Linked DNA regions of Mus musculus: regions 2 and 3 are each linked to region 1. The links are chromatin contacts, called in public Hi-C and Micro-C maps. All regions are on one chromosome and are shown on one strand. Each heading gives the region's core, a stretch centred on a gene start, on an enhancer-like site or on the middle of the called end of the contact. The rest is flanking DNA. Distances are from core to core; before and after follow the strand shown.

Region 1 (2,841 bases), core at 85-2,584:
CTTCTGCACATACATTACCTGTAACAGAGACACGTACTATGGGGCTGGGGAGGCGAGCACTGCCCAGTCTCAAGACCCACTTCCACACCCTTAATAACAGCCGAGATGCTGTGGCCACCAAACCAGGCCCACCCAGCAGCCACCCCAGGCAAGTCTGAGGATTCCTTACCACGGCCACCACCACCCCGACCAGGGTGATGAGGAAGAAAGGCCCCAGCACATAGCCCACCATAGAGTCGCTGTTGGCCTGGGGGGCATTGGGCACTGTCGTGTTACTCATGACATCAGTAGCCAGATGGCTGAATGGATGGACTGCATGGGCAGTGGTGGCCTCGGGAGGGCGCCTCCTCTGGGCTCCCTGGGGAGGAGGAAGGGAGGATATCAGCTGTACCTGTGGTGACAAGCAGGTCTGGAAATCCCGGAAAACTTAAAGCCAAACACTAATGACCCCGAGGTAACCAGACAGGCCCAGATCCCATCCAGGCTTGGTTCCGGCCCAGCGTCTTACAAACAAGAGGGTGTGGCTTAGCTTGGATGCCTGGTAGACATTTGCAGGTATCAACTGCTTGGGGAAGGTTAGGTGCAGGTGCACGGCTAAATGGAGAGAAAGAAATAGCTGGGCCTTCACTGCGGTGGAGGGGTGAGTTAGGATCATGTGAAGGGGTTCTGGTTCCGTTCCCCCACGGTATGAAGGAGCCACAGGCCTGCATCCTTGTCCCTGGTGTAATCCTATCCACGGTCCTCAGCATCGCTCTCAGGTACGAGTGTGGACATTGTGTACAGATGGACAGTATCTAATCTAGATGAGGTCACCTGCCTCTAGTACACCCGGGGCTCCGCCTATGTCCCTACCCTCTCGGCCAGGGCTGACAGGCAGAGGTGGAGAGGGTCGCCCCCATCGACAGAAACGCGATCATCCTCGGGCGGCAGCACTGAGATGGCTCAAGTTCCTGTCCCAGACTCTCAGAGAGAGGAAGAGGTACTGGCTGACTGCCTCATGTCCATGGGTCAGTTTTGCCAGTTCCCAGTTGCGAGCTCCCCGTCTCAGGCCGAGGGGGGCGAACCAGAACCGAAAAGGTATGAGGCCACTCTTAGGATGCTGCTGGCCCGCCTGGGTGGGCAGATGGTTCCCAGCTGCGGGGAGGATCGGGGGTATTGGGGAGGGGATATCGAGGGGCCGATGCCCGCCTAGATACCTTGGGACCCCGGCACCCCAAGCTGCTCCGTGCGGGCGCGCTGCTGCCCATCCAACCCGGCCATGCCTTACCTCCCGCCGTGCAGCCCTGACAGCAACACCTTGGGTTGGCCCCGGCCCCGGAAGAGTCCTCCAGCGCGTGATCAAAGGAGCGGGAGAGAAGGCGGGGCCTTGGCGCCCCAGTCCAGCATGGTGGCCAATCCGGATGCGGGTGGGCGGGCCGGACGGGGTCCTGCAGCGTCCACGCCGCGGCAGCAGGGGGCGACCGAGGGCCGCGCAGCGGGAAGGTTGCGGGACGGCGCGCTTTCCCGGCTGCACACGGGCGGGCGGGGCCAGTGGTCACCGCAGGATCCTGGCGACTGGTTGTCCGCGGGTAGAGGCGGTGGCCGAGGGCCTCATTCCTTTCTGTCCCCGCGTCTTCAAAGCAGGTTGCCGTGAAACTGAAATGATGGTGTGGGACTGGAGCCCAGCACATCCCTGTGGCCCGAATGCTAAGCTCATTGAAGCACTTTCCCCACTGTGCGATGAGGGGAAGCACAGATGGAGCAGCGGGGTCACTTGCTTGAGTCAGGGGCAGCTCAGTAAGCCTGTGTCCAAGCTGTGATCGTCTGATTATTAAAGTTACTTAGACTGGACAACTCTGAGTAAGAAGATCACGTTTGGGGGGGAGAGATAGATCAGCGGTTAAGAGCACTTAATTACTCTTACTGAGGACTCAGGTTAGGTTCCCAACACCCACGAGGTGGCTCACAACCATTTCCAGAGGATGCAATACCCTCTTCTGTGCCCCGAGAACACTAGGCAAAGCAGGTGATACCGGCAAAGCACATATCAACACGGGATGCAACAAAATTTATTTATTTAGTCCGTGACTAAGTCTCATGGCGATCATCCTTGCAGGCTTGGAACTCTCTGTGCGTCTGTGTGTGAGCCTCCTGGATGCTAAAATAGGCATGTATCACCATGCTGGGGGACAGAGCCCCCTCCCTCTTTCTCTTGTATCCCTGACATCTTGAATTCCTGATTCTCCTACCTTCAGGTCACCTCCTAAATGCTGGGATCCTGGGCTTCCCAAATGGTAGCCAAGCGTTCTACCAACAGCGCTACCTCTTTCTCCCTCCCACCCTCCCACCGTTTCTCCTCCTCTCCCCTCTCTCCCTCCTCCTCACCTCCACCCACCTCTTCTTTCTACTGCCAGAGTGTTGAGATTAAAGGCCCGTTCGTCACACCAGCAGGACATATAATCACAGCATGGAACCTACACTTACTCTGAGTGGGCATTATAGTTTATGCATACATACCTATAGTCCTGCCCCAGGCCTCTTCTCCCCCTGCCTAGGTTGAAAGCCATCTAACATTGGTGGTACTGAAGCAAAGCCTCCTGAGTCAATCAGATGGTAATCAGGACAAGGGACAGCCTAGGTGCCCTATTCTTGCACAGAAACCCCAAGGGGCAGATGTGAGGTACCCTGAGCTAGCCCCCCTTGCTACTTCCTGCCTGCCATGTGGTTATGAGTGAGTTCCTCTGTCTGGCCCTGCCTGGATTGCCTCAGACCTTTCTGGAGAAGGATAATTGACAGCAGGTCAGGTGCAGAGGTAGACCCAACAGGGAAGCATGGCCGATGGGAACCTTGACAAACTTCGTC
Region 2 (3,185 bases), core at 502-3,001, 650 kb before region 1:
CTCCCAAGTTCTTTCTCTGCAGAAAAATCTCTCAGACCTTCTGGGTGTGGCTGCTGCAGTCTCCAGCTGCTCTGCCTGACAGCTGAAGACTGACCTAGCCCCCAAAGAAGCCACTGAGATCACATACTGTGAGGATCCTGGGCTGGCTGGGGGTAAACCTCTGTTATTCTAATTGATACATAAGGAAGATATTTGTTTTCCCTTTGCTGTCCAGATGTGTCCTTCTCAGAGCTGATAGCCTTGGAGCTCTGGCTGCATCAGAGTCCTTCCTGAGCCAGCTCCTATCCCAAGGCTGCAGGGGCCAGGTCAGTCCATCCCATGTGTAAAATCTCACAGGTTGGTTTACCTTGCTGTCAAGCTTCATGCCAAGAAAGATAAACTCCCAAAACAGGTTTCAGTAGAAGACAAACTCATATTCTATCACACAATAAAACTTTTGCTTTTTTTCTAGAAAGTCACTAGGGAAATACTGTCTAGTTTAAAATTATAACCAGTTTGTAAAATTATAACCAGAAATTTTTTAGTGTTCCCTCATTAACATTTGTAGACTTGGAAACATCTCAAGTAAGAGGGCTGTAGATTTACAACTTGGTGTCAAGAAACATACTGTTTATTTACCCAGTTATGTATGTATGTGTGTATGTATGTATGTATGTATGTATGTATGTATGTATGTATGCAGGTATGCATGTGTGTATTTCTTTATTTAAGACAGGGATTCTCTACAAAGCCCTGGCTGCCCTGGAATTTACTTTGTAGACCCGGTTGGCCTTGAACTCAAGAGATCTGTCTGCCTCTGCATTCTGAGTACTGGGAACTGGGATTAAAGGTGTGTGCCACCAAGCCTGGCTTATAGTTTTGTTTTGATTTTTTAATCTAAAAGATTGTTTATTGACCTGGGCATGGTGGCACAGGGTAGCCCTGGCATCTCTAAGTTCAAGGCCAGCCTGTTCTACAAATAGAATTCCAAGACAATCAGGGCTACACAGAGAAACCCAATCTCGAAAAAACAAAATAAATATATAATTTATGTTATTTATATATATTATATATGCTTATATATAATAGGTATTATTGAGTATATATTATGTATATGTGTAAAGATATGTTTATGTATATAATACATATTGTTTATGTATAATATATATTATTGGAGGCAGGAGGGGCACAGAAAACTTTGTGGCGAATTAGTTCTCACCTTCCACATTATATGAGTTTCAGGGATAACCAGTTTGCTATCCTCCCGGACCTGCTCTAGACTTATGACTTTATTACATCTCCAGATATGGGCTCCAATTTTTCTTTTACTTTTTTTCTTTTTTGAGGACAGGTCAGCGCCATCAACCAGCTCCCACTTTTCGGACCTGAGAAAGCGGACCAAGAGCAACCTCGGTTTAACAGTCTCCAGTCTACAGGTTTGTCGAGGAGGTGTGCAGGTTCAGCAGCAGCCGCTAGGTGGCGCTCGCTCCGCCCCGACACCGCTCAGGCACCTTTGCACATGCGTATTGCCTCCCCCACGCCACTCCTCCACACACGCGCACTTCTGACGCAACCAGAGGCCTAGCTCCGCGCTCCGGAGGGGGAGAGGGAGAAATAAGGAAGAGCGGATCCGGAAGTAGGATCCAAGGGGTCTAGTTCTCTTGCTCCGGCGGACTAGAAGAGTCGCGACTCAGGGGGCGTGGCCCCGGAGGCGGAGGGCGCCGTGATTGGCTCGCGACCGCAGCGCCGGCGCGGATTGGCCTCTGCGGATTGAAGTGCGTTGACTGCGCGGAGGTTGAAATTCAAAAGTGACTGGTGTGGCGGATTGGCTTGGCCGATTGGCCTGGCGAATTGGCCTGGCTCCGACGTTTTGCGGCGCGAGCCCTTGAGAGGACGCGGGTCTCGTCACCCTGCCTGCTGCCTTTGCATCCCTTCCTGTGCGGACCACCATGGACGTGCAGGCGCAGGTGAGTGCGGCGGTGACGGCCTGGCGCCAATAGCGGAGGACGCAGGCCGGCCGCCCGGAGACCCGAGTCCCGGGGACAGGTCGGGGCAAGCCGTCCTGCAGGGGAGGGTCGCACCGCCTCGCGCCCAGGACACCAGCGGCCGAGTCAGTGAGGGCACACACACACACACACACACACACACACACACACACACACACACGGCGAGGTCCCAGGACAGTCGCTGCGACGTTGGTCCGCCATTCCAGTCGTGCAGGCGCTACCATCCCGTGTCCCTTATCCCCCTCCAGCATTTCCCATTTCGAATTCTCAAGCGGATTCGACATGTTTGTGCTTCTCAGTTCTTGCAGATCGCCTTGTGGGAGAAGCGAGGGTTCTGAGAGAAGCCTTGTCGCTTGTCCGCAAAGTACATTTCTTGCTGATATCCTGTTGTGTTGCTGCTGGATCGAGATAGAGGAAGGGGAGAGGAGAAATGGGGGCATCGGCCCAGAGGATCCTTATTCCCTCGCCTGCCTCTTCCTTTTGCTCATTTGGACTGCTGACTAGTTTATGGGGGTGCCCTTCTCCACCACAAGCATCTGAGGCGTATGTGTGTGGTAATTAATGGACTGATCTCTCTGGTGTCAGGAAAGACCGGCCTGCATTCTTTGTTTACCAGCATTTCAGTCTAGACTGACTCACAGTCGGTGTTCAGCTTGAAGAGACTTTCTGGTATACTCACAGCCAAAAGGGAGAGCACTGCACTGTGACAGGTGACAGTTAAAAAGTAAAATAGTTTTTCTCAGATTTGTTCCTGCAGTATTTGCCAAGCATCTTCTGGCCCTGCACAGCTGTACTTATGTAGGAGACAGGAGTCCTAGCTACCAGTGAGCTGACAGTCCCTGGGGAGACAGACATAATACAATTTGTATCTCTATTGGGAGGGAGTGAAGGACTGTAAAGGTTCAAGCAGATGGAAGGGGAAGAAGAAAGCTAGGAGGAGCAACATTAAGGTACGAGTTAAAACTGGAAGGAAGAGGTCTGTGGTGCAGTGCTAGGGAGCATCCAAGAAACACACCTGGGTCTATAATCCCCTGAACCAAAAGCAACAAACCATCCTGAGGTCCGTTGTGCACCTGAGGTCACCTGTGAGGAGGCTCAGACCAGAGCTTGGAGATTCAGGCCATTGATACATTGTCTCCAAAAAAAAAAAAAAAAAAAAAAAAAAAAAAAAAAGAGGAAAACAAACCCAAAAGAAGCAAT
Region 3 (3,238 bases), core at 556-3,055, 670 kb after region 1:
AGTTCAAGACCAGCTCGAGACCCTCCACCAGAGCTCTGCCAGACACAAAATGGCAGAAATCTCTGACTTCCCCAGGCCATTTTTTACTACAGTCTTGGAGGACAAGGGAAGTGATATCTAAAAACTTAATACAAATTCATTTCAAAAGCAATAGAAGGGAGCTAGGGAGAGAGCAGGAAAGTTAAGCGCCTCTGCTGTTCACGCAGAGCAGCCAGCGTTCAGATCCCGACACACAGGGAAAAGCAGGGTGTGGTCCTGTGAATTCCTGTAATTGCAGAACCAGGATAGCCCAGGCTTGATGGCTGACAGCCTATCCCACCAAACCAGAACCGCTCGTGCATGCATCAGGAGACCAGGCCTCAAAGGAAAACCGTGGAAACCTATCCTTGGAAGACACACAGTACCCTTCTCTGTCCTCCAAGTGCACACGCGCACGTGCGCACGCGCACACACACACACACAGACACACACACTCGAAAACAAAGCAGAAAAAAAGTGGTGTGGGGTTCTCCAATCCAGCGAGCTAAGGATGCACTGTAAGGAGTGCCAGACCGGGCAGAGGTGACCTTTAATGGCGGTGTGGAGGAGGGAGGTGCCTGCTGACTTTCCTGCCAGCCAAGTTTTGTTCATTCTAGGATGATGAAACCAGCCAGTGACAGATTGCCTTCTGGCTACATACTCTCTGTGGTATATGATGAGTTGGGGTGACAGGCAAGCCCAGGTACAGAGTTCTTGTCTTGTCTGGTCCCTGACATCCAGCGACAGAAATCTCAAGTGGGAGAAAAGTTCTTTTAAAATTTGTTTTCTATTTGGCTTCACAAGGCCTATAAGCACAGGCTGGCCCAAAACTTTCTCCATTGCTAAAAATGACCTCAAACGGGTCCTCTACCTCCTGAGTGCTGGAGTTAGAGTGCCATCATGCCTTCCAGATCTTTCTTTTTTCTTGTGTGGGTGTATATGAAAGTGCACATGCGGTGTGTAGAGATTGGAAGATAACCTTCAGGAGGCAGTCCCAGGGACTGAACTCAAGTCTTCAGGCTTGGAGACAAAGCGATGACCCGTTGAGCCATTGAACTAGCCACCAGTTAAAAAATTGGGGGTGCTGAAGAGATGCTTCAGTGGTGAAGATCGCGCTTGCTACTCTTGAAGAGGCTCGCTTCCCAGCATCTACATGGAAGTTCTCCATTGTAACTCCACTTCCAGGGGATCCAACGCCTTCTTCCAGACTCTGCAGGCACTGAACGCACATGGTGCAGAGACAGACATGCAGACAAAACACTCTGACATATAAAAATAGATATTTTGTAAAACGTATGCGTCTGTATTTTCATTCCCAAGTCTCCCACCATATGCCTCTCCCAAGCGCCTCTGAAAATTACAGTTTGCCTCTATTCCTTCCCCCACCGCCCTTAGCTTTGCTTCTTGCTTCAAACCACACAAGTCTATGCCTAGTTTCTTCTCAGGAAGAGTGAGGAGGTTGTATTAGATGACCTCCACCTTCTTTCCGCGCTTTAAAGCTTTAAATATCGTTTCGTGAGGCTTGCTTTGACCAGCCCTAACTTCTCCCCAGCGCTTTCCTCAGCTGCTGCTCCCACGTCTGACTGCAGAGGGCGCTGCAGACGCGCCAGGGCAGCTGTGCAGTGGGCGGAGCGATGGCTGTCAAAGGAGTGGCTCCAGGCGGCGCGGCGATTGGCTACTGCTATGGCGGAAGGGGGCGGGGGCGAGTGCTTAGTTGTGGGGGAGGGAGCCAGCGGCGCGGTGACATCACGGGGCTGGGGGCGGCGCCGGGGCTGGGAGCGTGTGACGCCGCAGGCCGCGGCGGACCTGGGGATTAATGGGAAAAGTTTTGGCAGGAGCTGGGGGATTCTGCGGAGCCTGCGGGACGGCGGCAGCGGCGCGAGAGGCGGCCGGGACAGGTCCGTGCGGATCGGGAGAGGCCAGCGCGGCCCGGGCTGAGGTGGATGGTGGGGTCAGGGGCTCCGAGAGCCGCTTTCCGCGCCTCTGCGGCTCGTCTATGCTCGGCTTGCGCGCTGAGGAGCCACCGCTGGGGTCTCCACCGCAGGGACCCCTGTGGTTGCTCGGAGCCGGCCTCCCTCCCTCCTCCCACCCACCCTGATCCCTCTAAAGCCCCGTGGCTTCATCTCCTCTCAATTCCAAAGAACCCCATGTCACCTCCCTTCTGACCCCCTTTCTGAGCGCCTCCCTTGCTGTCCCGCTACCCAGGCCCTCCTTGGAGATCCTTCCTGCCTCCCTCGATAGCCTTCCATCCTTGCCCTGTCGGTCAGTGCTCTCCTCCTCTCTGACCCGTTTTCGGGTTGCCCTATCCCTCCCCATCTTCTTTAGGATGTTGTGAGCCAGTCCGGTTTATCCGAGCCCCTTCTATCCTGGCTACCGGCAGAGGCCCCACTTAGGCTCAGCTCTCATCTCCTGTCCTTTTCACCTCCTGTCACCCGACTGCCTCGCTTCTAGTTTTTTTTTTTTTTTTTTTTATGCCTCTGCTTGAGGAGAACCCAGAGGTGCACGATAGGCTTCCGTTTCACCTTCAGTTGAGCTGGGAGTGGGGTGTTGAGCGCCAGCTTGACCAGATTTGTTCGGGTCACAGGTTTCACTGGGTGTTGTATTGGGAGGGATGGCCAGTTGGTAGGCCCTCGTAATCTCAGCTTTATAATACTTCCCCTTTATGAGTCTGTTGACTTCCAGGAACCCTTGGGGGAGACGGCTCTGAGTTGGGTGTGTGCCAGGGGTAGCCAGAGGCTTCATATAACTCTTTTCACCCTTTCAGGAAACAGGACTCATTTGGGATATTATGGAATGTATTTAAACCATGATACGGTGCCTTCCACGCACTGCCCTTTTCCATACAGCTAAGAGCAGAAGCTATGCCCTTGGTTTTTTTTTTTTTTTTTTTTAAAGATTTATTTATTATATGTAAGTACACTGTAGCTGTCTTCAGACACACCAGAAGAGGGTGTCAGATCTCGTTACGGATGGTTGTGAGCCACCATGTGGTTGCTGGGATTTGAACTCCGGACCTTTGGAAGAGCAGTCGGGTACCTCTTACCCACTGAGCCATCTCACCAGCCCTGCCCTTGGTTTTAAACTTGGTTTTTCCTCCCTGTACTGGCTCTAGAATGTTTGCTTACAAGTTACATTTATTTATTTCTGTGGGGTGTGGATGTGGGGTGGGGTGTAGGTCAGAGCACAGCTTACTGGAGTTGGGAGGTGGCTCTCTCATTCG

What was found. Hi-C and Micro-C count contacts between places; a contact is called where the count stands out from the background.
Region 2: a Hi-C map of uterus shows a contact between it and region 1, with 4 times the contacts expected there. The contact joins the promoter of Kifc5b here to the promoter of AI413582 in region 1. A contact is called at or near these places in 1 of 39 promoter capture datasets (hippocampal neurons), 1 of 484 Hi-C or Micro-C datasets (uterus) and 3 of 115 datasets of contacts at active chromatin or transcription factors (astrocytes, bone marrow-derived macrophages and epiblast stem cells).
Region 3: a contact with region 1 is called in a Micro-C map of embryonic stem cells, with 4 times the contacts expected there. The contact joins the promoter of Ppard here to the promoter of AI413582 in region 1. A contact is called at or near these places in 3 of 39 promoter capture datasets (embryonic stem cells, neutrophils and pre-B cells), 1 of 484 Hi-C or Micro-C datasets (embryonic stem cells) and 1 of 115 datasets of contacts at active chromatin or transcription factors (embryonic stem cells).

What each region holds. Positions count from the first base shown.
Region 1 is chr17:27,564,393-27,567,233 of GRCm38.p6, forward strand. It overlaps AI413582 (expressed sequence AI413582), which reads right to left and starts at 1,335. Exons shown (of 5, transcript NM_001002895.2): 1 at 1,268-1,335; 2 at 170-358; 3 at 1-18. The coding sequence starts at 280.
Region 2 is chr17:26,915,340-26,918,524 of GRCm38.p6, forward strand. Kifc5b (kinesin family member C5B) reads left to right here and starts at 1,752. Exons shown (of 11, transcript NM_053173.2): 1 at 1,752-1,946. The coding sequence starts at 1,929.
Region 3 is chr17:28,230,949-28,234,186 of GRCm38.p6, forward strand. Ppard (peroxisome proliferator activator receptor delta) reads left to right here and starts at 1,806. Exons shown (of 8, transcript NM_011145.3): 1 at 1,806-1,916.